7 separate regions of the Mus musculus genome follow, and regions 1, 2, 3, 4, 6 and 7 are each linked to region 5. The links are chromatin contacts, called in public HiCAR-type, HiChIP or PLAC-seq and capture Hi-C maps. All regions are on one chromosome and are shown on one strand. The core of a region is the stretch at or near the end of the contact, and the rest is flanking DNA. Distances in the headings are between cores, read along the strand shown.

What was found. HiCAR-type assays count read pairs that join an accessible place to other places. HiChIP or PLAC-seq counts read pairs in DNA pulled down with a chosen protein or histone mark. Capture Hi-C pulls out chosen DNA fragments and counts their contacts.
Region 1: a contact with region 5 is called in an HNF4G HiChIP or PLAC-seq map of pancreatic cancer cells. The contact joins the promoter of Lsg1 here to the promoter of Lrrc15 in region 5. A contact is called at or near these places in 2 of 115 datasets of contacts at active chromatin or transcription factors (large pre-B cells and pancreatic cancer cells).
Region 2: a contact with region 5 is called in a FOXA1 HiChIP or PLAC-seq map of pancreatic cancer cells. The contact joins the enhancer-like site here to the promoter of Lrrc15 in region 5. A contact is called at or near these places in 4 of 39 promoter capture datasets (embryonic stem cells, hematopoietic stem and progenitor cells, hippocampal neurons and 1 more), 2 of 115 datasets of contacts at active chromatin or transcription factors (embryonic stem cells and pancreatic cancer cells) and 1 of 9 other capture datasets (embryonic stem cells).
Region 3: a contact with region 5 is called in a capture Hi-C map of macrophages, with 2.9 times the contacts expected there. The contact joins the promoter of 4632428C04Rik here to the promoter of Lrrc15 in region 5. A contact is called at or near these places in 4 of 39 promoter capture datasets (hematopoietic stem and progenitor cells, hippocampal neurons and liver), 1 of 115 datasets of contacts at active chromatin or transcription factors (pancreatic cancer cells) and 1 of 9 other capture datasets (macrophages).
Region 4: a FOXA1 HiChIP or PLAC-seq map of pancreatic cancer cells shows a contact between it and region 5. The contact joins the promoter of Tmem44 here to the promoter of Lrrc15 in region 5. A contact is called at or near these places in 6 of 39 promoter capture datasets (the 3T3-L1 cell line, 3T3-L1-derived adipocytes, the HPC-7 cell line and 2 more), 1 of 15 datasets of contacts at CTCF or cohesin (the NIH/3T3 cell line), 1 of 484 Hi-C or Micro-C datasets (embryonic stem cells) and 6 of 115 datasets of contacts at active chromatin or transcription factors (embryonic stem cells, extraembryonic endoderm stem cells, pancreatic cancer cells and 1 more).
Region 6: a HiCAR-type map of embryonic stem cells shows a contact between it and region 5, with 2.9 times the contacts expected there. The contact joins the enhancer-like site here to the promoter of Lrrc15 in region 5. A contact is called at or near these places in 4 of 39 promoter capture datasets (cranial neural crest, liver, pre-B cells and 1 more) and 2 of 115 datasets of contacts at active chromatin or transcription factors (both in embryonic stem cells).
Region 7: a FOXA1 HiChIP or PLAC-seq map of pancreatic cancer cells shows a contact between it and region 5. The contact joins the enhancer-like site here to the promoter of Lrrc15 in region 5. A contact is called at or near these places in 4 of 39 promoter capture datasets (hematopoietic stem and progenitor cells, hippocampal neurons, liver and 1 more), 1 of 115 datasets of contacts at active chromatin or transcription factors (pancreatic cancer cells) and 2 of 9 other capture datasets (adipose tissue and liver).

The regions. Positions count from the first base shown.
Region 1 is chr16:30,585,426-30,589,064 of GRCm38.p6, reverse strand. It overlaps Lsg1 (large 60S subunit nuclear export GTPase 1), which reads left to right and starts at 1,476. Exons shown (of 14, transcript NM_178069.5): 1 at 1,476-1,627; 2 at 3,385-3,511. The coding sequence starts at 1,529.
Region 2 is chr16:29,908,969-29,912,823 of GRCm38.p6, reverse strand. No RefSeq gene overlaps it. Among named protein-coding and RNA genes, the nearest start is that of Gm52263, 22 kb to the right of the region's middle. Within about 2 kb of position 1,448, at least 67 of the 459 cell types and tissues checked have an H3K27ac peak or open chromatin away from gene starts, as enhancers often do. A contact at or near this core is called in pancreatic cancer cells, where this site is marked.
Region 3 is chr16:30,007,103-30,010,934 of GRCm38.p6, reverse strand. 4632428C04Rik (RIKEN cDNA 4632428C04 gene) reads right to left here and starts at 2,268. Exons shown (of 3, transcript NR_033631.1): 1 at 2,205-2,268.
Region 4 is chr16:30,548,431-30,551,936 of GRCm38.p6, reverse strand. It overlaps Tmem44 (transmembrane protein 44), which reads left to right and starts at 1,359. Exons shown (of 11, transcript NM_001384248.1): 1 at 1,359-1,574. The coding sequence starts at 1,438.
Region 5 is chr16:30,281,671-30,285,099 of GRCm38.p6, reverse strand. It overlaps Lrrc15 (leucine rich repeat containing 15), which reads left to right and starts at 1,846. Exons shown (of 2, transcript NM_028973.2): 1 at 1,846-1,932.
Region 6 is chr16:29,770,460-29,774,271 of GRCm38.p6, reverse strand. No RefSeq gene overlaps it. Among named protein-coding and RNA genes, the nearest start is that of Gm46567, 41 kb to the left of the region's middle. Within about 2 kb of position 2,376, at least 58 of the 459 cell types and tissues checked have an H3K27ac peak or open chromatin away from gene starts, as enhancers often do. A contact at or near this core is called in embryonic stem cells and stem cell-derived epiblast-like cells, where this site is marked.
Region 7 is chr16:29,880,506-29,884,281 of GRCm38.p6, reverse strand. No RefSeq gene overlaps it. Among named protein-coding and RNA genes, the nearest start is that of Gm52263, 6.3 kb to the left of the region's middle. Within about 2 kb of position 1,506, at least 133 of the 459 cell types and tissues checked have an H3K27ac peak or open chromatin away from gene starts, as enhancers often do. A contact at or near this core is called in pancreatic cancer cells, where this site is marked.

The sequences.
Region 1 (3,639 bases), core at 227-2,726, 300 kb before region 5:
TCTAGTGGAGGTATGGCACACAAAAAGGAAGTGGGCAAAGAGTCAGAAATGGGTGAGCGGTGTGGTCCCAGTTCTGCTGGCTGCTAACTAGTCCACTGCAGCGTCTTCATCGGCACCAGAAAAGAACGGGCTGGGCTGCTCTTGTTACTTGTTACCTGGAAACGTGTTACACACACACACACACACAGCACCCAGAACTTATGAATCAGTCATTCTGTTAAGGTTATTCCTGGGAAATTTCTGTACACATTAAAGTTAGAAAAGTTAACAGACTAGGTGCCTTCCTGATGTTTTTCGTAATTATTTTAACTGACAAGTAAAAATATTGTGGGCATGCATGTGTGTGTGTGCGCGTGCGTATACATAGATACACATATATGTGTATATATACATGTTTATGTGCCACTTAGTTATAATATTTTATTATACATAGATTAATCAAACAAGTTAGCAACAATGACCGAGTACTCTCAATAATAATGGAAGTGTAACAAGACTCCTAACTCATAGCATGTCTTTGATCTATAGCCGGTGAAAACTACTTCCATGGCTAAGCAGCATGTTACCGTGGTCTCCCCAATGAGGATGTTATTCAACACAGTCGATTATAAACTGATTTCTTTTTTCTTTTTTAGAAAGGGTCTCACTGTGTAGCCCTGACTGTCCTGGAGCTCTCTTTGTGGAGATCTGCCATCCAGTATCCCAAGTGCTAGGATTAAAGGTGTGTGTCACCACGCCTGGCTTAAATTGACTTTTTATATATACACATTACGAGGAAAGCCGATGATTGGTTTGGGGCATTGAATATCTATTAGTGGAGCCAGATCACTATTTTCGCTTTAACTTTAATTATAAAAAATGTTGATACAATGCTCACTGGAACATGTGAACTTTTTTTTTTCTGCTCCAGAAAGCAGAAGCGCAACGCCGCCGGCTTTCACTTTCTAGTTCTGAAAATGCTTTTTAACTGCCCATTCTAAACTCTCACCCATGTGTGAATTTTTCTCCCTGCTCCGCAACTAGTGAATACTAGGAAAACAAAAATCGATTTAATTGCTGAGCAGAAAAACCAGCATCGGGAACCTTCTGCCACCTAGAGCCACAGAAGCACTCTTCTTTCACCGGAGTCCCCTCCTCTTCCTGACGGAAGCCGCGGGGAAGATGGAGTTAGTCCCGTGAACTTGAGCGGACATATTTTCCAGTTGTCCCAATTTCCCGCCGGACTTTAAACAGTGGAGTACAAGTCTGGAATGTACCATTCTCTTAAATCGGTCAGTGTATCAAAATGGAAACAGTCGTAGGAGTAGCCATAAGGAATCACCGAGAAAAAAATTTTACATTTCTTCTCTATAATATTGTCAAACTTGGGATCTACCAAAATCATTCTGAAACAAGTCATTCAATACCCCGCTGTTACACTTCCGGACTGGACAACTTAGGCTCGCTCTTACATCACTTCCGGGTTCACAGCCGGAGAAACCGGAAGCCTCGCGTGCTGAGCAGTGGTTTGTGCTGTTGATGCGTGGTTATGGGTCGGAGACGAGCGCCGGGTGGTGGGTCCCTGGGCCGAGTACTTATCCGGCAGCAGACTCAGCGAAGCCGCAGCCACCGTCATACTGACTCCTGGGTAAGGAAATCTGTGCTCTCCATAGTCTTTCTGTCTTGTTCTGAGTGCCTCCATGCTACAAAAGTTGGAGCCAGAAGTCGCGCCTGAACAGGGTTTGGAAGCAGACCCCAGCAGGGCGCAGAGAGGCTTGATACAGGACTAGTGTGTAATGAAAATGGGAAGAACCCATCGTGTTGGAATGTTTCACTGTGTTTGAGTTATGCTCTAGAAGCCACGGGCGCTCTTGGATATTTCTATAAAGAAGATAACTTGTTATCGTAAAATTTTGAAACAAAGTCTCCGTATGCAGCCAAGTTTGGCTCAGGACTGCCTTCCTCGTGCCTGTGCCTGGAGAGTTCTGGGTTTACAAGCCGTGGCCACCATGCTTGGATCTTTTAAACTTTCCGATTTTAGTTGCCCAGAGAATCGATCCTCTAGAGATGGTTCCGTTAGAGGCGATCTCTGCTTTGCCTTGTTTTGCCCCCTTGGGGTTTATCGTAAGAAATTGACATTGTCTCTAGAAGCTTAGGGAAGATCGTGGTAGCCTTAAAAAGTAAATGAAGTATAGAAATTAATCCCAGCAGAGTATTTGAGGACATTCCGAGTCCTCACTAAAATCCTGTGCTGAAGTTGTCCCTGGTGCGTGTCCGTTACATCGTCCCATTTCCAAACTCTGAGGAAGACACACATGCTTCTTTCTCAGTGTTCAAGTCTGGACTTTTGATACTACTCTCAATGTACTGGCCTTCGGGAAATAGTGGAGAGGTTTAATTTTAATCTAAAGAAATTCTAACTCATATCCTGATATTTGTTAATCCTAAGCTTTTAATCCTTAATTTCGTTTAAAAAAAAAAAAACTATGTTTGTATCTGTAGTAAGCATATAACTTGGGATGGTATATATCAAACTCAGGGTTGTTTTGGTTTTTTGGGTTTTTTTGTTTGTTTTTTGTTTTGTTTTGTTTTTTTTTGCAAGACAGGGTTTCTCTGTGTAGCCCTGGCTGTCCTAGAACTCACTCTGTAGACCAGGCTGGCCTCGAACTCAGAAGTCCGCCTGACTCTGCCTCCCAAGTGCTGGGATTAAAGGCGTGCGCCACCACCGCCTGTCCAAACTCAGGGTTGTATGAGAAATCAATTAGCAGGTAGCTCTTTTTTTAATGGTCATTCCAGGCAAGTCAGTCTCCCAGCCCTTGGGATTTGGGGCAGAGGAGACTAAGGGGAGTGGGGAAACAGATCTCTACACAGTTCACGATGGCCCTTAAACTTGTGGTCTCTGAGACTCCTGCTCCTTTGATGACAGCATGCACCACCACACTTGGCTTTAAAATATTCTCTCTCATAGATCCCTATGAAATATTTTTAATTGGCCAGCCGAGTCAAGACAGTCTGGGTTCTAGTTCTTCATCAGTACTTAGTTTGGAACAATAGGTAAATTATTTTACCTATTTAAACCTCAGTTTCCTTGATAGTAAAATGAGGACACAATAAAATTCGCTTCAATAAAGGGGGCGTGCCCTTGCTGAGGTAAGAAACTGTTCATTTAAATATTTGATCTTGTTTTTTTGCGTTGTTGGATATCGACACTGTTGACAGCAACGGGCAAGTGTTCTGCTGAGCTGTGCCCCCATCTTAGCTAGGATTAGGTATTGCCTGTGTACATTCTAGAAGAGTCCAGCCACTTTGAGAACATAGGCCAGTACAAGCAACGGTAGAGCTGTGTGGATGCGAAGAGCTTCCACAAGAGAGCTGCCTCACTCTTCACTCTGGGTTTATTCACAGCTGCATACAAGTGAACTCAATGATGGCTATGACTGGGGTCGTCTGAATCTTCAGTCTGTGACAGAGCAGAGCTCCCTGGAGGACTTTCTTGCAACTGCAGAACTTGCAGGGACCGAGTTTGTGGCTGGTGAGTTGTTTATTACCTAGTGCCTGTGACACTGGTCACACTGCCGTCTTGCCTACTTCATATGAATCCAAAAAGCAGTATGGGAAAGTTCCATGAGTGTAAGGCAAAGACCACACTGGTTTTTAAAT
Region 2 (3,855 bases), core at 199-2,698, 370 kb after region 5:
TTCTTCTTCTTCTTCTTCTCCTCCTCCCCCCTCCTCTTTCTCCTCCTCCCCCCTCCATCTTCTATGATTATAAAGTCCTCAGTCCATTTCTGTAGTTTGACTATTTTGACTATTGTCTTTCAGACTCTAGCATAAAGACATTTTCTTGGTGCCCTTCTTTTCAAGCTTCAGATTTTGAGGCCTCAGGAAAACAAATCATGAAAGTGACCCTACAGAATTCTGTGCTACCCCATGACTCCACAACAGCTGGACAGTGGCTATGTGACAGATGACAGACATTATTAGCACAAACACTGAGGACAAACAGATTGACGGGACAACTTCCTGCTTTCAGGCTTTCTGAATCTCCTCATGGGTGAAGACATTCCATGGCATCACTGGTGCCAATCAAGGTAACACAGCCACTCAGCCAAGGCTTGACTTGAGAGCATGGGTAGAGACAGGTTAGGCACATCCTTCTCAGCTGAGCAGGTGGCCTCTCAGATGGGTATAACCATCTAACACTTTCAAAGGAGGCAAGGGTGATGTGAACAAAAGTAAGGGTTTAGAGAAACAAGGGAACAGGAGAGTACCAATGCGTTTAGATGCCAAGGAACAGCTGGGTACAAGTCAGGTGCAGGAGGAGGAAGGGAGGGGCATCTTAACTCCCATGAGGGGTCATAGAAGTCTGAACCCTTCACCATGACTGTCTTCAGGACACCCCTGCTCAGTTATAAGGACATGCCCTGGGAAGATTTCATGAGGCAGGTTGGGACTCCAGTATGCCCAAGGCTCACTGAGTACATGACTGCACCACACACCCGGTGGCAGCCTGTAGCCTCTGGTCTGACTCTTGGTCTCCGTGGTTACCCAACATGCCTATGATTGTTAATCTCAACTGTCTACTTGGACAGATCTAGAATCACTGGGAGATGGGCTTCTGTGCATGCCTGTGGTGGATTAACTCGATTAGGTTAATTGAGGTAGGAAGACTTGTCCACTGTGGGCGGTGCCATTCCTTAGGCTGGGATCTTTGACTGTATGAAAAAGAGGAAGCCAAGCACAAGTGCTCACCAATCTCATTTCCTGACTGTGGACACAATGTGAGCAGAGCCTCAGGCTCTTGCTTATCTCCCATGATGGACTAAATCCTGGCCTGTGAGACAAAATAAACCCTTTCTCCCTTAAGTTGTGTTTGTCAAGGGCATTTTGTCACTGCAACAGGAAATTTAACTAAGACATCCTCCTTGCCACAGCTCTCTACCAGAACATAACCCCAATTGTTTAGGGACTAGCTATGACTGTACTGCCCAATTCTCCTGGGGACCATCCTGAAGATGCACTGGCTGCTTGGATGCCTTAGGTCACTGCTGAGAGAAGCAGAGGATCTCTTTGTGTGTGAGTTGAGTTGTGGTCGGGCTTCCCACTTCCTCCCTATGCAGTGAACATTCTTCTCACGTGAGTAATGGATTGGTTGGGCTGGGGAAGCCAGCCAGTGTATTAGCACGAACTCAAAGGCTCCCTGCACCTGGCGTGGGAAAGGCTGCAGACCTGTTTCGACAAGTCTTCTGGCTGTGCTTTGGCAGGTTGCTCCATTACCTCACCGAAATGAACATCTGCTCCTTCCTCCTGAACAATGACTGAAGCCTCACGTGCCTTGCAGGCTTCTACCTGTGGGACACTAAGGCCTGCATGCCCAGCCCTTCACTCTGGACTTTGCCTCCAAAGGTTTAGATGGGTCTGCTGGACAAAGATCTCATGGGGTTAAATGCTTTGGGAAGAACTGATGTTTACTGATGAGAAACAGCCCAATAGACTTTTCAACATCTTTTTAAAAATTAATTTTTAGTTATCACATCAAATAATGCACTTCATGACATGGTGACACATACATGCCATTATACTTTTGGTTTTTATCTATCTCTCCATTTCCCTCCCCACTTCTCCTTTCTCTCCCTTGCTGGTCTCTTTCCTTACCCCAAGTAGAAGTCCCTGCTTTTGTGTGACTAACTTTATTACTCCGTCTTGTTCTCCACCCCCTCTCTCCTCCCTCCCCTCTCATTCTTTCTATTCTTAAATTTAAATGTAGATTCTGCAAATGCATCTCACCACCTTCAATTTCATAACATTTAACAAGTCTACGAGACATGCTAAGAGCTCTAAGAGCAGCTTGCCCAGTTCCTGATTCTATTCAATTATGTGAATTCCCCCAGAGCCCACCCTTTGTCACTGTGATTGCCTCTTTGCAGGCAAGAAGTCAGCTGAGCTTTGTCTGGAGGAGATTCTGAGGGCTGCTACCGTTTGATTCCTTGGCTTTGGAGGGGAGACTGTAAGTAGGGGCAGCCATGAACACATTAATCTGGGACAGTCCCTGCTCATATGGGCTCCCCCAATATAATTATAATTGACATCCACCCCTTTTTCTCTCAAAAGTGCCCTGATTTGGGGCATAAATGATAGGACCCAGAGTCCAGCTGCTTGGCATTTTGAAACCAAAGAGCATTGTTAGATTTCTTTCTGCCCATAACTCAGTCTGATGTTACCCGGTGACTCACCACTTGATCTCTGGCAAAGCCTGATGTTTGCCACTGGGCCCTGAATTCTTTCTCCATCACACTCGCTCAGTCTAGTAACTGCTTCACCTTCTTGACAGACTTTCTGCAAAGGCGTGAAGAGAACACCAGTCCCTGTCCCCCAGGAAGGGCCACCGTGTCTGTGACCCTTCCAAACATCTCCTGCAGTGGCAGCATTTCTGAGCCCCTGGGCGTGAGAACTTGGGCTCTGCTCTGGCTGGTTGGTTGTTGAGTCTTTGCTGTCATTCTTTCTCAGCTTTCAGTCTCCTTCTGGAACAGTCACTTTCTTGCTGGGAGGTGCTCTGCAGGGACCTGGGCTAAAACTTGTCAGGAAGCTGTCCTTACTCAGGTGATGGGATAATGAGAGGGAATAGCCAAGTGTGGAGGATATGAGCTGGTGATGAGTTACTGAGGAAAAGAAATTAGACAAAAAAAATTCAAAGTAATATTTTTGTTCTCTCTCTCTCTCTCTCTCTCTCTCTCTCTCTCTCTCTCCCCCTCCCCCCCTCCCCCTCCCTCCCTCCCCCCTCCCCCCCTCCCCCCCTCCCTCCCTCCCTCCCTCCCTCCAGGGTTTCTGTTCTTCGAAAACTCACTCTGCAGACCAAGCTGGCCTCAAACTTAGAGATCCATCTGCTTCTGCCTCCCAAGTGGCAGATTAAAGCCACTGCTTGGCTTTTTTTTTTTTTTTTCTGTAGTAGACCAAACATAGCTGTTTGAAAACCAAAATGTAGATGCTTGTCTTTTCAGACTCCTTTGAGGTCTCCTTTATAGGAGAAATGCTTTCCTTTTTTACTTGTCAAGAGCAAATAGTGAGAAATATCTTTAATTAAAAAAAAAAAAAACCTAACCACCCCCCAAACCCAGCCCTCGTTCGTCATTTAAAAGCTGCAGGAGGGCAGTGAGGAGTGGGTGTTTGAAATCTGCTTTGTTGTGGGTGTAAATCCTAGGTTCTGACTTACCGGAACATCTCAGGCAGTAGAGCTCCACAGCTTCCTAGTAGAGATTTCTAGTAGTCTTCCTAGTAGACACATCTGGGACAGACCCTTAAATCTGTGTCTTCTTGGAATTTTAAAAAAAGGAAAAAAATAAAGAACGTTTGCTGTCTAAGAATAGTCTTTGACAAGTTGCTCAGAGTAGAGATCTAATAAAGCAACTGTCCCCTTGCCCCTTGAACAGCCATTTTGCAATCTTTTCAGTCTCTTCCGTTCCCAACCCCACTGTACAGTTTGCGTGGTCATCTTCTGAGCATGTTGAGAAAATACATACTTTTTTTTTCTTAACTTCTTTGTTTTCTCGGTTATCT
Region 3 (3,832 bases), core at 1,019-3,518, 270 kb after region 5:
ATGAGCTCTGTTTCTCGAGGCCCAGACTTAAAGGCAAGAGGACTGAGAAGTGATCTGCACTAGACCCAGGATGGAATGCCACTCAGGGACGAAAAGGAATGACCTCCTGAGACAATGTGCAGCAATGTGGCCACATCTTGAAACCATCAAGCTGTGTGGAATGAGGCAAACTGGAGCAGAGTAGGCTGTGTGGTAGCACTTCTATACCATTGCAGATGGGTGAAAACTGACCAATCATGGTGGCAATGAGACCAAGAGCCCTGAGGCAGGACCCCTACCTGGTCCATTCATCCTTTATCACACTAGGATAGAATTAACTCCTTAGGAGACTTTCTAATTGCTTGATTGAGAGCCCCAACTGGAGATCATGGGACTTCAGAGTAACCTTCCTCTTCCTCTGCTTCTCTCAGTGTCCACTGGCGCCATCAGCGTCTGCTGTGTCTCCTCTGGAGCCGTGCTTCATGCTGGCTGAATGACCTAGCATATACCCCGTTGACTGTGGATCTCCAGAGGGGACATCTCGGTTGGTCCTTTGACACACTAGCATAACTGAGCACTTAACTGACTGAGTCACAGGGCAGGGGTGGTTTATTTCCCCAACCAAGAAGAGTTCGAAAAGTCCTACCAGGGTCTACAGAATCTGAGCTGTGGAAGATGCAAATGGCGATTGGGCAGGTCCGGGGGCGGGGGGGGGGGGGGGGCTCACAAGTGAGTGCTATGGGGTAGTGAGAGCAAAGGCTGTGTGTGTGGGATAACCTGAACTACATCTAGACACCGAGGTGACATTTACAGGTCCCAAACTTCTGGCAGATGGTTTCACCTAAGTCTCTTTAATGATAAACCAGGTGCTGGGTGTGGTGGCACGCTCCTGTAAGTTTCAGGGTCAACCTAGGCTACATTAGTAAGACCCTGACTCAAAAAAAAAAAAAAAAAAAAAGCGCGAACTTTGAACCTTGGTCTGTGGGACCTTCAAGTCTGATGAAAGCTGCGGGCTTGTGTGGTCTCAGAATAGGTAGATGCAGATCGGGGTGGGGATGCACGCAGCAACAGCTGCAGAAGTCATGTAGAGTTCACACACGCCCAAGGGAAGCCAAGGTTGGAGTGCTCAGCCTTCCCATGGGGACAACACCCACCACAGTCACAGTCCCCCGCCTTTTTTAAAGTGTGTGGTTATGTGGGTGTGCATTTGTCCGCGCAGGCTTCCAGCTGTTTGCTTCTATCTGTACAACGACTGCCAGAAGGAACTGCGACCTAGACTTTTGATCCAGTCAATAAACACACGGGAGCTGGGCCTGGCCACAGTGGTCAGACTCAGAAGCGAGACTCTAGATGAAGGGACAGTAACGATAAAAGCCTTCCCCTCACCCCTCCAGTCTTTCTGGCAGTTCGTGTCTGAATCTAAAAGCCAGAAGTGGCACCGTCTCTAACGAGCAACTTCTCTGGTTTTCTGCTTTGTAACTAGGAGCATCACCAGGAGTTTGAAGCCACAATGAATTCAGACTAGTTTGGATTACAGATACCCCCTCCCCCCCCCCCCCCCCGGTCTAAAAAAAGCAAAGAACGCACAAGGAACACAGGGTGTGTAGGTATCCGCCGTGGTGATGTATCCCCCACCCCTCTGTCCCCCCTCAATGGACAAGCATCGGAGCCTCTGCTGCTGTACGCCTAGGTAGCCAAGGGTTAACCGGCGTCCCCCTCCCCCCTCCGCCCCCGCCGGGCTGGGCAAGGCGGGAAGGCGGCGCGCCGGGTGCCAAAGTCGGAACCTGCTCTCGGCAGCTCCCCGCGCTGCCTTGACTCACCGCCAGGCCTGGCGCGGCCGCCGGCTGTGGAATGTGTGAGCGCCATGTGTCACCGCCCCAGACTGTGGGAAAACGCTGCTCCGCTCACCTCCCAGCAGCTGGCCCGCGCCCGCCCGCCCGGGAGCCGGGAAACAGGAGCCGCCCGCCTGGGAGGCCGCCCGGGGCCACTTCCGAGCGCGCGCCGCCTCTCCGCCCACACGCCGGTCCCTGCCGGCGACCCGGGGCTGCGGCGCCACCCGCAGCGAGTGGCCCAGCACGCCCTTCTTTTGCCCCCGCTGGCCTTATGCATCCTCCTGCTCCACCAGGCCGGCCTTAGACACAGAGAGCCCCTGTTCTGAGAGCTCCTGGGCGGTGACCTCTTTCCGGGAAAGGGCCAGAGAACTGAGGGCTATGCAGGGGACTGACCTCATGGGGTTGTGTGACAGCTCCAGTCTGGACCTTGCCAGCCCTGAACAGGAGGTTCCACTCTGCCTGACCCTTCCCCCGGAGAGCTAGGCAAGAGCCCTGCACCTCAACGCGGGGGCAGCCTCCCCTCTAGTCATTGGATGAGAGTCACATGGGTCCAGAAGTCAGCCAGGGACAAGGTTTCCAATGCCTAGCCATGCAGGGAGATGTAGGCAAAGTCACATTCTGGGTGGCAGCCATGCAAGACTGGAGACAGCGCAGTGCACCTTGTTCCGAGCCTGGCTCTCCACTCCGTGGCCAAGTGTCTCTTCAGCCAAGGCTCCTTGTGGTGTCGCTGCCTTCCAGGGCAGTTGGGACGAAATCAGATGGGGGTGGGGGCAAACCTCGGGGTCCAGGGATCCAGGGTCTTCACCTAGCATCAGCCTCTGCTGCTTTCTGAGGGGTCGAGGTGTGTGTGTGTGTGTGTGTGTGTATGCCACCCCCGTAGGAGGCTCGGGACCTGGGTGGGGTCTCTGCTGTACCCAGCTCTCCTCCAGCATGATCTGTTTCTGTTTTTTCTCCCTGCCTGTTCTTCACAGTGGGCGATGAGGTCTCACTTCTGTGGTTCTTCCCAGGCTAACCTAATCCAGTTCAACAGCTGCCTCTCCTGAAGTCCCCATGCACTTGATTTCTGTCCCCGCTCTGTACCGGTCATGGCCTGCCTAACTAGTCTTTCTCTCTCCTGCAACTTCTTATTCAAAGACGGGCTACCCTTCTATGTACCCCCCCCCCCCCATGAACAACACTGAATTCTGCATGTGACAGCCACTCTGCAGATTGAGTGCACCCCCACATGAACACTTGTCAATACCATTTATCACAGGTTCAGAACCTCATTGCCCAGACATGTGACCTCGGTCAGGCTAATCTTGCCATCTCAAATCTCTCCCCTCACCTGCAGAACATAAATCTGAGTAGGGTGTGGTGCCACAGGCCTATGATCCCAGCACGTAGGAAGCAAGAAGATCACAAGTTTGAGGCCAGCCTCTGCTTTCTATTGGGGAATCTAATGAAGAAGAGAGGGAGGAGGAAGAAGAAAAGAAAAAAAGGGGGAAAAGAATGCATTCGGTGGTATTTGGTGCGCTATAAGCTTTGAATAATGAAACTCCAGTTAACGACAGGATGCATCATGGCAGTGGTTCTCAAAAGAGTATGTCATCTAGTGACACCTTACCCATCTTACTTTGTATAAGTGCACTCTATGAAGTTCCCATAATGATAAGGTCAGTGAGAGATCCCTGTCATTAATCCATATACAATTGCTAAAATACCATAGACTGGCGGCAGACATTGACTGACGCCCAGTTCTGGATGTTGAAGTCAAAGAATAAGGCACAGGTGACTCAATTCCCCTGAAGTCCCTCTTCCTTGGCTTATAGGCAGTTTGTAGATAGTCTTCGCTTTTTGTGGATTCTTCTTTTTCCCATCCTTTATTCCTCCACCCCCTTTTCACTACCTATCACTAGATAAGAAGGAAAGGATAAAGGGGAGACAGAGATCCTTGAATCTAATTCTTTCCTTTTGTTTCTTCTCTGAGTATGAGAAAACTGCATCCAAAACCCCACCCACCCTGCCTATTGTGGCTCTAG
Region 4 (3,506 bases), core at 110-2,609, 270 kb before region 5:
GTTTTTGTTTTTGTTTTTCAAGACAGGTTTCTCTGTGTAGCTCTGGCTGTCCTGGAACTCACTCTGTAGACCAGGCTGGCCTCGAACTCAGAAATCCGCCTGCCTCTGCCTCCCAAGTGCTGGGATTAAAGGCATGTGCCACCACTGCCAGGCAAGTAGGAACATTTTAAAGATAGGTTCAGTTCTCTGCTCCAAGTCCCAGCTCCAGGGAGCAGAGGGTGAATTCCAGTCCGTGACGGCAGAGGGGATGTAGTAGATATGGCTACACCGTCATGCACTGACAGCTGCACATATGTGCCTATGTGTGTCTGTGTGTGTGCATGCCTGTGTGTGTTTGTATGTGTGCATTCAAGTGTGGAGTTCAGACAATATGTGTGGTCAGTTATTTCCTCTCTTCCATTAGATGGAAGATTAGATTGAACCCAGGTCTTCAGGCTTGGCAGCAAACACTTTCGCCCCTCGTGATACTACCAAGTTGGTGGTTATGTTTCTCCCTTACACACCCACCCTACCCCTCCCCACCCCACCCCACCCCACTCCACCCCCGAGTAGCCAGGGTTTCTCTGTGTAGCCTTGGCCGTCCTAGAACTCACTCTGTAGACCAGGCTGGCCTTGAACCTAGAGATCCTCTTGCCTCTGCCTCCCAGTGCCAGGATTAAAAGTGTGCACCACCACTCCTGGCTTTGTGGCTAAGTTTAAATATATGGAATTGGAGTGCGTGTGATCATTTAGACCACAGCGTTTTCTTTGCAGTAGACATCAAGGTGGATGGCTGTTGCACAGTCCCAGTACCTGGGAGGCTGAAGCGGGAAGAGTCTTTGAGTTGGCGGCCCACCAGGGCTACACAGTGAACTCCAGGTTAGCCTGGACCACGTGGCAAAACCCTGCCTCAAAAGTAAATAAACAGTGAAGCCACCGTCAAGCTGTGCTCTAAGCAAACTTACTGAAATCGAAGACAATTTGAAAATATTCTAATGGTTTCCTTTAGCGAAAAACCATCCATGTACCTGAATTGTGCGGCACCGTGGTTGGATGGGAGCGGCACATTTCAAGTTTAACCCCTTTCTGGCCGGGGTGGCGCAAGGCGTGCCCTTGACAGCTTCAGCAGAGGGGAAGGAGGAAGCAGAGGCGATGTGTACCCCATCCGTCCCCCACCCCACACTTTTGTGCTGCATCTTTTCAACCAGGGACAACGCTCCTCGGGGTTCCCTCCATCCCCCCACTAGCGCTGGTCCGCGCCAGAGTATTGTCTGGCTTTGGAACCGGGCGAACCCGCAAAGGGACTGGGTGCTGGCGGGGCCCTCCTTTGTGCAGCGGCCGCGCGCGGCTCTACCGCTAGGGGGCAGCCTGCACCCCGCAGAGCCCCACAATAGGCGAGGCTGGGGAGCCGCGCGGTCCGGGAACTTTCCCCGGGGTCGGCGGAGGCTCGGCCGTGCCATGGAGGAGGGGGCTAGCGCCGCGCCCCCGCTCTTGAACTGGGACTACCTGGAGCGCTGCTTCGCCCGCCGCCGCGTCTGCATCTCCTTCGGCCTGTGGATCTGCGCCGCCTGCTGCTGGATCGCTGCCCACACGCTGTAATGGGGACGGGACCCGCGCGAGGGGTGGCGGGCCACCCGCGGGGGCGACTGGGCGTCACTCGCCTCGGCTCCTCTAGGAAGCCTAGGGGGAAGGGGCGTACAGGGGGCGTCCTGCAGGTAGCTCAAGTCCGAGTTCGGATCTGACATTGCTATGTGGACTGAAGTGGAGTCCTTTCTGGACTCCGCGCACCGGGGAAGCTGGGCTGCGAGCCGGCAGCAGGAGGCTGGGTGGTGCAGTGGATGCGGGCTTGGAACAGCTTCTATTGTCAGCCTTTTCCTGGTTGTTGGCGGTGTGAGGGGAGCAAGTGTAAGCCTTTGGGTCTCCTGTGAATGAGGATATGCCTCATAAAATGAATGTGAGGATTAAATAAGGCATAGCAGGCAAAGGACTTAATACGTGCTCATTAAACACCATTACCGCTCTGGCTCTACCACCCACCCTTAGGGACCCTAGCAAGTCCCTCGATGTTTTCTACTTTTAATTTATCCAAAGCTCTTTATGCCAAGAGGTGAGGCAGTGGTTATCTGACTCTGGCCACAGTTTTTGCTTTTGTCTGTCTCCCGGTGGTTTGGCCAGGCAATCCCTGTAGCCTGGGTTCTGTGAGAGCATAGCCTCCAGGTCTTCAGCCACCCTGTCCCCACGCACAGAAACCCAGAGACAGTTTCCAGGGTGGTGCCACCCAAGTATACCCAGGCGGGGGAGAGTGTACAGCATCCCTCTATCCCGACTCCTGCAACTGGCTCACCTTAGCGCTCGGTGGACAACCCCCTCAAGACTGTCTGTAGTGGTTCAGAGAGTCAGCAGTCCATTGCCTAGAGACTGGAGTCCAGGACAGACACTCTGGGCCTGAGTTACATTTCTTCGTCCTCTTGCTCCTCGCCTGCCCCTGTCCCTAAGGCAGGTGCTGTTATCAATCGGATGAGGAGCCTGCTTCCTGAGTGAATAATAATCCTGCCTGTGACTCAGGTAGGCATCAGGGATTGAGCTCTCTGAGGTAGAGGGCTCTGCATGCATGGTCTCCTTTGTTCCGTAGCCATCCTATGCAGCCAACACAGGTAGGCATGCTCACCCCTGGAAACCATGGCTTACAGAAGTGAACTAGTGTGCTTAGAATGGCCGACTTTTGCCCTGCCTGAGGCTAGATGTGCCTCTCTGTTCTCTCTGTACCCCATCACTCCTGAACCCCTCTCCCCCTGTCTTTCTGCAGAGAATGGATCTTGGGGGGCAGGTTGCTAGGTTAAGGTCAGTCTGGGAGTCCTGGCCCCTGAGAGCACAGGGCATAGGGTAAAGCCCTGAGTGGTGAAGCTAGAGGCCTGCCGCTGGCTCACATCATCACCCCAGGCTGCAGGGTCTCCTCTCTCCAATGCAAAGGTTGAAGTAAAGCGTTGTTCATTTGGGTCCACATCTCTTACCCGACCAGTCTTCACTCCTCGAGCTTGCATTGGTTTTAATACCCAGAGCTTAGATTTATAGCTGACGGGTGACACCCTGAGCTTCAGGCTTGGGGCTGGCAGACACAGAGATGTTTAAGGTGTTGGGTAACAACCTTCTTTCTGTAATTATGATCCTTGGGACTGATGCTCAGAACCTAATCTATGGAATCAGAGCCAACCACTCTGCCTGAGCGGATGAAGCCGAAGCCGCTCCCAGCCCATTTCTCTATAAAATCCAGCATGGTTACTGAAACTCAAGTGTGGTGGTGACAGCACTGGTGATATTGCCAGAGAGACCCTGCCCACTGTATGACCCAGGTTCATGAAGGTAGGGAGAGGTGCTGTAGGAGAAAAGCCAGCAGTTTGGAGACCTAGGGAGAGGAGCCCGGAGCACCGTGCTGTTATTCAGTTTGGTTTCCCCTGCTTTATGAATATGCTCAAATTGCTCAGCTGGAAGAAGCTGCCACCCACTGCACAGATGGGTAAGGCGGATCT
Region 5 (3,429 bases), core at 597-3,096:
GCTTGTGTCTATGATGCCGTCTTATCCTGCAAAACACTGGGAAACTCCACAGAAGGTGTCACCTAGCTCTGACCATCGCTGTGACATGATGGAAAGGTAAGATGTAGAGAAAGCAATACGGAACTGTGGTACAGGTCCTTCAGGACACCCATCTTACAGCTGTGCTCTGTGAATGGCCATCCTTAAATGTTCCCAGTGTTGACTTCCCAGCACAGTAACGACAGCCTAGCGCAGTAACTGTGTGTAGGAAATGAAGGAAGAATACAGGACAAGGGAAATAGTCTTATTTTTGGAGGTCCATGGGTGGGAAGTTGATGGCCCTGGGTTCAAAATGTAGAGGCTGAGAACGAGGGCTTGTCTACCTTTCACCTCTGTACCACAACCTGAGCATGCCTGATTCCTACCTTCCCACGGTCCCTACCCCAGTAGGAAACCAGGAGACCACGCCGCCGGCAGTGGTGGCACACGCCTTTAATCCCAGCACTTGGAAGGCAGAGGTAGGTGGATTTCTGAGTTTGAAGCCAGCCTGGTCAGGACAGCCAGGGCTACACAGAGAAACCCTGTCTCAAAAAAACAAAAACAAAAACAAAAACAAAAAACAAACAAACAAAAGATGCGGAGGCTCCAAAGGTTGACAGCAAGAAGGAAGATGCTCTTCTGTGGAATCGTAGTGGGATAGGATGCTAAGGTGGGGGAGCTGGGACTGGGGTGTGGCGGCAGCGCTCTCCTCGGTTAATAGCCAGAGCACTTTTGTTTCTGGCTGTGATTCATGGTGACACCGGCAAGGCATGATTCAGGCAGCAGGGCTTGACCACGGTAAGCCACCAAGTGACTGTCTCAGTAATAACACTGCACTTTTATGTCTCTCCTTTCATCGCAGATCTCAAAGCGCCCTGCAAACATTAATTAAGGCTCTCGCATTCCAGGAGCTGCCCGGTGGGTGCAGGCATTGTTCTGGCCACTAGGCGGAGAAGGTAAACGGAGCCAAGGCAGCTACAACCTTTAAATGCTTTGTTAAGCAGAGGTCTGACGGCCCCCTCCCCAGCCGTGACTCCTCTACCCTCTTCCTCCGGCTCTCTCTGGGACACTTTGAATAGAACCAGCATGGTCTCCTGGTTTCCTACTGGGGTAGGGACCGTGGGAAGGTAGGGAATCAGGGCATGCTGTGGTACAGAGGTGAAAGGCAGACAAGCCCTCGTTCTCAGTCACCACCTTCACAGCCCAGGAACATATCCTGCACGCACCCAGGAGCAGCAGCATAGGTACAGAAGATAACCTCGGAGGGACATGAAATGCTACTTTTAAAAGAGATATGGTGGAGGGAACTATATTTTTCCTAAGAACTTAAATGCCTTTTCCAAAATATTAGCAGTGGCTGAATTGGATGACACATTCGAGTGTGCCTTATAATGTTCTTGCATATTTTCTCTAAAATTGGAGTTATTTCTATATACAAATTTTAGAATTCGGGGCTGGGGGAGAAAAGGAAGGGGGATGGAGAAGGAAGCAGAGAGTGGACTAAAAGGTCACAGAAAGCCCGACTTCAATCACAACCTGAACTGGTGCCTAAGGCAAGAGCTGGGTCCCAGTTACTCAGTCCTACTGCGGTGGCAGAAAACCCCTTTCCAGTGTCACACTGGACACAGCGAGTCCGAAGGAGATGGGGAAGGAGAGGCAAAGAAGAAACTTATTTTCAAGTGCAGTCGATGAACGCCCCTTCAACTTGAACACAATTCCCTGATGATGCTCCCAGAGGTTGCCCCGCCCCGCAGGCCGACACTGCCCCGTGCGGTGACTCACGAGGGGCTGTTTAAATGACAGGGAGGACCCAGAAGGCCCTCACTCATGCTGCAGTCTTGAGCCGGTCCGGTCCTCCGCCTCCTCTCCTCGCCGCCTCCTTCTTATTGACCCGGCAGCCTCGTGGAGCTGCTGGTAAGTGGGTGCCCGCCCACCCCCCATCCCGGCCGCGCCCCACATCCCGGTTGACGATAGGATCCCGAGACTCTACAAGGAGCAGGGCTGGCGCGTGCCTGGGATGCTCTGAGGACCTGGACTGGTCCAGCCCGCGCAGGAGCTGGGTGAGCCGGTCCTAGTGTCTAGCTGTGAATCTTGATGCCCTGTTTCGCTTTCCTTGACTTTATGGTCTGTGAAGTGAGCCTGGAGTGCAGCGGGGAGAGCTTTTGACCTGCAGGAAATTGGTTGAAAGTTAACTGAAGCACCCGGTTTACCTACTCCGGGAGACCAGATCCACAAGGGCAGGAGTTTCTCTAAGGTTCTGGCTGTTGGAACCTGTATCATTTCCATTGAGCCTACAGAGGTAGCCACTTAAAGGGGACTCTGCATATAGATCTGTCCAGGATGGTGAACTCACAAGGTTTCTGCCTGGGAGAAATCGGCCCTCTACTTGTGGTAGATTTACAGTGTTACATTTATACTGCTGGACTCAGGCGGATATGCAGTCTCTAGTCAGGAGTGCCAATTTGGAACCCAGTTGAAGTTTTAAGTGTCCAGGTTCTAACTCTGTGTGTAGCTTAGATGATCCCATTCTGATCATCTAGATGTGTCACAGGGTCCAGGGCTGATGCCTTTGGGAGGGAGATGCTGGAGGTAGGTTTGTGATAAGAATCAGGTGTCTCGCTGGTCGTGGTGGCGCACGCCTTTAATCCCAGCATTTAGGAGGCAGAGGCAGGCAGATTTCTGAGTTCAAGGCCAGCCTGGTCTACAAAGTGAGTTCCAGGACAGCCAGGGCTATACAGAGAAACCCTGTCTCGAAAAACCAAGAAAAAAAATCAGGTGTCGGTATGTATGTATGTATGTATGTATGTATGTATGTATGTATGTATGTTTATTTGTATGTATTTTGGTGCTGAGGATCAAACTCAGGATCTCAAGCATGCTAAACAAGCAGTCTACTACTTAGCTATAACCACAGCTGACTAGGTGAGTTTGTTTTGTTTGGTTTTAAGACAGGGTCCCACTATGTAGACCAGGCTGGCCCCAAACTCACAGAGATCCTCTTACCCTACTTCCCAAGTGCTAGGATTAAAGGCATATACTACCACGCACAAACTGGGTGGGTTTTAATCTCACCCCTTATCTGTGTCTCTGCCCAAAATGAAGAGGAGTGAGCTGTGGAAAAGGAGAGCCTTCGGGACCCTCCAACCTGAGCGGCTCTACCTTTAGGGCCAAATGCACTACCCTAGGGCAGACCGTGACTGCTGAGATAACACAAGAACTCAAGGTGCTGAGCATTGCCTGCCAGGGATTTCTAGCTGGCACTACCCATTGCAGGCAGCTCTCGGATGTGTGGGTGTCCCTGCTCTGTGACTTGGAAATTCCTTAAGCAGGTCTCTTTTTCTGCATCGCCTGAACATCTGGAGTAGATTCAGGACCAGACAGTTCAATTTGCCTGTGGTCATGAGTCAGCTG
Region 6 (3,812 bases), core at 1,127-3,626, 510 kb after region 5:
GGGCCCAGGCTTCTCCATCACTTGCCTTCACTGATTTGAGAAATGAGGAAACTCACTTCCTGTTGGGAGACTAGGACTATGGTTTTGCCCTAGCATCAGAGGCGGCTCTTTGTCCCATATTTGGAATAGGCTCCTGAGACACCCCCCACCCCCACCCCCACCCCGGAGCTCAGGCAACTTTCCTCATGGTCCCCAGTGACTTCAATAAAAGGAGAGGATGAAGAGGAGGGATGGACGGACGGAAGATGGAGGGAGGGAGGAAGAAAAAAAACATTTCCAGAACCAACTTCTCTAACACGTGACGTTTTGTTCTCCAGGCTGACATGAACTGTCACTCTGCAACAAAGGTTAAGGCTGATAAGTAAATGCACAAAAGGGTACTTTTGATTCTGAAACCTTGGCAATGAGTTTCCACTATGCTTCTGGGAACCCAAAGGTCCAAGTCAAATTTCTGGAGACTGCTTCAAAAGCCTCAGGGTTAATTGTCAACTGGGACCTGGGTTCTAGACAGACAGGCCAAAGGTCACCTGGGTAAGTGACAGTACAGTCTTGGTTCATATATATATATATATATATATATATATATATATATATATATATGTGCATATATATATATATATGTGTGTGTGTGTGTGTGTGTGTGTGTGTGTGTGTGTGTGTATTTTGTCAATTTGACACAAGCTAGACTTTATCTGGAAGAATGTATTGGGGAAATGCCTCCATCATACTGGCCTGCGGGAGAGTTTGGAGTGCATTTTCTCAATTAGATGGATGTGGGAAGGCTTAGCCTACCGTGGGCACTGCTGTACCGGAGCTGGCAGTCCTCGTTCTATAAGAAAGCAGGTACAGCAAGCTGCAGAGAGCAAGTCAGTTAGCAGCGCTCCTCCATGGCCTCTGCATCAGCTCCTGCCTCCTGGTGCCCACCTTGAGTTCCTGGCCTGACTTCCCTTCTTAATAGACTAAAGCCAAAAGTTGAAATAAACCCGCCCCTGCCCCCACAAGTTGCTTTTGGTCACTGTTTTTATCACAGTGGAAGAAAACCAAAGTAGGACAGATGGCAGTCTGGGAAGCTTGGCTTGTAGACAGGGACAGCCTGTCACATACTCCTGTCTCCAGGGTTTGTGAGGCCTCCTTCAATTGCTCCTCCTCTGGGCAGATCACCTTAAAGAGACGAGTCCGGAACAGAGCCGTAGGCAGCTATCTGCATCATGGGAGCCACAGGTCTCCAGGAAAAGAATCCACATTCAGGAAGGCAGATGCCAACGTTTAGGCTTGAACATGTCCTTCATACACATGGGAATCCTAAATCGAAGAGTGAGGTCTCCAAACTGATTTAAACACTTTATCTGAGCCACGTGTGAAGACAGAGATGAGGTCAGGCTGTGACTCCTGTGCCGGACTCGATGAGAAAAGGGGAAGCTCGGTTTGTAAAGGGCAGCAGAGAGCCCATTGCAGATGCTGCAAGACGCCTTCGCTGGTGGGTTCCTCCCACTGAACTTCTGCTATCGGTAGCATGGCGCTGGGGACAGTGATAGCTGGGGCCTTTAAAGATCCTCTCAGAGGGCATAACCTTCCTTCTTCCTTCTGCTTCCTGTCACGGACATGGCCTCGGCATCCAACATCCCTAAGGCGTGTGCTTGGAAAAAAAAAACTGGTCCTTTCTGCTGAGACTGCAGCTGAGTGAGCTGGAAGCCAGGGTCTATTTGTCAAGGCAAAACCCTAGCAAGTAGATTCAGTGTGAGTCCTACCCTCTGGAGGGCATTGCAAATCTCCAAGTCTCAATCCCCGGGGCTGGGAACAGTTTGCAGAGGACAGACATGGCAACCACGGGGCGGTTGCTGAGGGAACCGGCAACCATGACTCCGGGAAGAAGACTAGGAGCTGAGGCCCTTTGACCTGGGGAAGAAAAGGCTTGGGGGTGGGGGGCCCGGAGAGCTGATGGTGCATACCTGAGGGACTGTCATGGCGAGGACCTGGGTTTGCTCCCTGTGACTCTGACTCTTAAATGTGGACTGTGTGGTGTGGGGAGGAGCCTGGAGGCCGGTGGCCTTTCAAAGTTCACACTTTTATTATTTTGTACAACTAGTAGAATAATATTTTTTAAAATGTTAAAAAATATATAGATAAAATCTGAATTTAAAAAAATGTTTAGTGTTTCCTCTTGTCAGAGAAGTCCAAAAGGTAGGTCAGGAGGAGCTCGAGGTGGTGAGTTCCTGTCACTGGAAGAAATTAAGATGGAGACAGGAAGCCACCAGACAAATTGGCTGTGGAGAGGAGCCAGCATGGGAGCTGGGGCTGAGCCTCCAGACTGCACTCGGCCCAGAGTCCTGGATTCTCTCCTCCTGCTGTTGTAATTTAATGAGCTGCTAACACCCACACCTGGCTTCCTATTCAAACAGGCCTAGCTGTGAATGGGGAGGGCCTGCACCACGGGCGACCAGGGTAACAACAGACTCCTCCCGGGGTCTCTGGTATGAGTGGGAAGCTGTGGAAACAGACCTTCTGCAGGCCTGAGGTGGAAGGGGCCTCCTCTGACCTCAGGGGCCACCAACCCCTCCGGAGCAGGAAGGGGAGTGTTTTAGTGTCTTCCCTGGGCCTGAGCTCCAGAGAGCTGGGCAGAGCCCTCAGCTCCCTTGGTCCCCATGCCATCCTCTGAGGGAACACTGAGGCCTTATCAGTATAGTGAGGGCGGCAAGCGCAGCTCTGTAGAGTTGCCCCCAGGAACTGGTTGGTTCCAGCAGAGAGGTTTATTCATCTCATCTGCACTTGCCTGTCTTCTCTCCTCTAAGTGTTGGCATTCCTTCTAGGCTGTGCCCCGCAGTTACCTGGCAACAGCCAGGTATGCCTGACTCACTATAAAAGGGGATACTTGCCCCCTCCTCACTTACTCTCTTCTCTTGCTCTCTTCCCCTCTTCCCCCTAATCCCTTCTCTCCCCCTTCATTCCCCTCCCCCCTCTCCACTTGCTCATGGCTGGCCTCTACTCCTCTACTCTCTCTCTCTCTCTCTCTCTCTCTCTCTCTCAACTCCCCTCCCCAATGCCCTAAATAAATTCTATTCTATACAATACTGTACTATACCTTACAGCTGGTCCCTCAGAGGGAAGGGATGCCTCAGCATGGGCCCGCAGAGGCACCCCCTTCCCCCACGCCATACTGCACCTCCACCAAACATATCTCCGGCTTTTCCTTTTTTATAGAACACAACAATATGCTCCTTTGGGAAATAGCAGCTTCAGAAGGAAGTGGCTTATGTTGTTGGCAGCCGCTCCAGCCACAGGTAGGAATTTCAATTCTGAGATGAAGAACTTAGCATTGGAGAACTGAGAGGGAGGCAGCGGCCGAAGACATCCATAAGAACATGCACGTAGGTTCATGGATGCCCCCGTGTTATGAGACTACAGGAGGTGGGGCTGCCTCAGTGCAGGGGATGGCCTTAGAGAAGAATCCCTGAAAATCCCATCAGAAGAATACTATTGGATCACACTTTGGTTTGTTGTTTGTTTGGTTTTAAACCAGGTCCTGACTGTGTTGCTGAGTGTGGGGCAGGGAGCATGGGGGAATAAAGGGGGAGTGGGAGAAAACCCATGTCCCGCCAGAGTTCCGGTGCTCTGGGCAGGTGGATGCCAAAAGACTGCCGCACGCTTTCCACGCAGCCCCGAGTGGGTATCTGGCTGTGGGAAGCCACTGACCCCAGCTCGGCGGGTAGTGGGGGCTCTGTGGAACGTGACTCGATTTTCCATCCCTTGTAGAGTTTTTTACTGGGTCACAGGAGCAAGCCTCATTCAACCAAAATAAGCTGCCCATCATGGCC
Region 7 (3,776 bases), core at 257-2,756, 400 kb after region 5:
GAAGGAAGGAAGGAAGGAAGGAAGGAAGGAAGGAAGGAAGACAGAAAAAAGAAAAGAAAGCCTTAGCTTAGTCAAGATGGCTGGCTATGTGAGCCGTATAGACAAGCCACATAGACAAGCTCATGGAGATGGATGCCACAGCGAGAGAGAAACCATCAAGGCATCTCACGGGTCAGGTACCTTTGTAGTCTCTCAGGTTGAAAAGAGCCCTCAGTACCACCTATTTAAAGGAGAGGAATTTGCACTGAATTCTCAGTCTTCAGATCCTGCCGACTTTGAACCTACTTGTATCTGTGTGATCACACACACAAACATACCCACACAGAGATGCACACATGTGCGCACACACACACACACACACACACCACTACACTTCATTTGCCATAGTACACCCTCCCCCATAACCCTGTGCAGTCAGGAATTCAATTCAAAGCAAAAGGGATTCTTGAGGAGGGGGGAAAAAAAAAGGAATTCCATAGTGGTGAGGTTAGGGTTACAGCCCTTGAAGCCAGATGGTTTCCTGGAGACGTCAGGGGAGCTGGGTGAGGTGGCATGGGGGACACCATCCGGGAGCCCCAAGAGCTAAAGCTGGCACTTGCATGTGGCTGGCATCTGCTTAGTGCTGTGGATGGTACCTTCACAGCATCTCCATCTGCCTCCAGCATCCCCAGCCTGGGACCTAAGTTGCTGTATTCTATTCTCCACCCATTTCTGAAAACTGCCTGCTCGGGTGCTACTTCAAAGTCCCCTGGGAATGCCAAGTCGCCAATTAAGCCTCTTTGAGGCAGGTTCTCATTCCTTCCCCACTAATTGAAATGTTACTCCTTTTACTAAACCCATAAACCACCCAAACACAACGGCCTTCCTCATTTGCATTGTAACAATGTCCCTAATGTCCTTCCAAGAGCTTTACGTAGAGCCGAACCTTTTCTCTACCCCCCCCAACCCCCCAACGGTCAAAAGCAATTCCGAGGCAAAGGCCTTCATTTCCATCCCTATACAGCTGCTCATTAGCCAAGGTGGAATAAATTCCCTTTATTCTGGATTCATTTCCCAGGATGATAATGTCTTTTTTGTCTCAGGCCACTGTTCCCAAACTGGCCTTAATTGCTGATAGTAATTGAGTTAATGAGTATTTACAGCCGGTAAGGTTAAAAAAGGTCTCCTGTAGTTTTATTTGTGACATTTTATTTAACCTGCAATAAAATCATTAACAAGTTGTCCCCGTGTTAATTTTCTGGCCCTTCATCTTGTCTCTGTCTCTTGGGAAAGTAGGGTGAAGGTAGATGGCTCGGTCCTGGGGGTAGTTCTTAGGTTGCAGGGATGGGGAACCCAGCCTCATCCAGGTTTTCTTCTATTCAGAGAGGAGGGCCTCTCCCAGTGAAAGCAGATAGCCTGGGGCCACGATGCTCCACAGTCTCCCAGGCGCTTGGCCAAGTCACAGTCGGGGTGATGAAATCCCTTCAAAGCCACTGGGCTGGGCCAGGCTCAAGCTCCCTACCAGCAGCGCCAGCCTAAAGTGGCCCACAGGTCGGGCACAGAGCCGAGGTGTCAGGCAGTGTGAAGAGTCTGTGCATCGGTGCCTGCCAGAGAGAAGATCTGAGATGGGGCTGGAGGAGGCACCCATGCTTGTGGGCAATGCTAGGGCAAGCCAGGGGCTTTCCACACTTCACACTGGGAGGCCTGAGACTTGTCTGTGGGAGTCAGTCACTCCTAACCTTCATGTCTGCTTCCTTGCAAGCCACAGTGGGAGAGGTGGAGGCCCCTTTTCACAGTGGGGTTCTGGTTTCTTTGTTACTTCTTTAGAGTGAAGCTGGCTTCCAGGAAAAAAAAAAAGAACCTCAGAGGCCACTCCCAGATAACAGCAACTCCTTTTCTTCCTTGTGTGCTCTGCGTGGGGGGCTACTGGTGGCGTCTCCTTCAGAGGTGTCCAGAAACAGTGTTTGGGGGAATGATGAATCACACTGTAGCGGAAGTATCCAGCAGTTCCCTAGCATACACAATGGCTTTGGTTTCCTGGACATACAACTAGACTGTCTAGGCCTTCTTCAAGTTAGATGTCACCAGGTGACAGCAGAAAAAAAAAAGGTGTGCATAGGAGGAGATCCAACAACTTGCAGCCCAAAGTTAAAAGCAGCAGGGTCCAGCCAGCTGAAAATTGTCACACAAGGAGTTGAGACAGTCCCACCCTTCCTGTATGTACACATTAAAAAAAAAAAAAACTGGAATTTTTTAAATTTATTTTTTATTTTATGTGCATTGGTGTTTTACCTACATGTATGTCAGCGTGAGAGGTTGGGTCACCTGGACCTGGAGTTAACAGTTGTCCGCTGCAATGTGGTTGCTGGGAATTGAATCCCCTGTCCTCTGGAAGAGCAGCCAGTGCTCTTAACCACCGAGCCATCTCGCCAACCCTTCTGTGGAATTTAAACCACTCTACGCTCTGGGAACTATCGGTGGCAGGAGCCTACTCTACATTCCAACAAGTACAGTGTGCCCTGCGCTGTGCCTGGGAATGGTCGTCTTGCTTGGGATTCTCACCCTCTGAGACCTTTCCCATGTGGCTCTGATCCGGGCCCCTTTGCAAAGCCTTCCCGTGGGCAGAGGAAGCAGAAAGCTGACCCGACTCAGTCATTACCCTGGCATCCTACCAATGCCACTTTTGCCTGCCTGTAGGCAGATTAAAGCATCTGGCCAAGGCGTAACGTTTAGAAATTCAGTTCTCGGGCCACTCCCCAGACTCACTTCATCAATGACATTTCTGAAGTCAGGCTCCCTGCATGAACAGACTGGAGAAGACTAAACTGATTTCTGGAACAGTTCAGCCTGTCAGGAGTTGGGGATAGGAAGGGGGGTAGGAGTCATTCAAAATCCACTTGTCCCTTCATCTTGTGATGGACAGACAGACAGAGACCCAGAGCCAGGAAAGGGCAGAATCAGCCTGAGGGCCCCTGGCTTGAGCCTGGTGCTCCTTAACTGAAGACAGAAACAAGGTACGTGCCATGTGCTGTCATCAACTGTCCCTTTGCAACTGCTGATACCTGCTTAACATTCTTCATGCTCTGTAAATCATCCGAACATACTTGTCTCTGAGCCTGATGTTCCGGTCTTCACAGCCGGTACCACAGCACTGTCTCCTCTGGGCACATTTCAAGTACAGCTCCTGTGGTTTCTGTAAAGTCAAGGTTGAGCATATTGGGCAGGTCGGCTTTTCTCGGGTGGTTGTTTTCCATGCCCACCTGGAATCAGGGGCTGCTGAGAAAACCTTCTTCAAGGCACGGGGGAGGGGCTGCTTATGGTAGGAAGTGTGGCAGCTGTAGACTGCTAGACTGTCAATTAGTGTCTTTGGTCTGACAACAGTGAAAGAATTCATCCCATTTTATAGAGGAGGCAACTGAGGCTCAGATAACTTTGCCGAGTTACTCAGGTCTCTGCTAGGACCTTTTTGACTTCCAGCTCTGAGCTCTTCAGTCTACCGGTCAGTGGGCAGGTTGCCCTCTTCTAACCCAACTACATTGTCTCTTCATGTCTATGAAGGTCCTGGCTTATTTTCTAGAGCCAATTTTCCAGAGTTCAGAGGTACACTGGCCAACACAAAATAAAATAAAAACAAACAAACGAAAAAACATATTCCATGGGTGGCTCTGGCTCCCCATAGCCAATTATATTCTTTATTGTTGTTCGTTTTGTTTTGTTTTGTTTTGTTTTGTTTTGTTTTGTTTTGTTTTGTTTTGAGACAGTGTTCCTGTGTATCCTTGACTGTCTTGGATCTCACT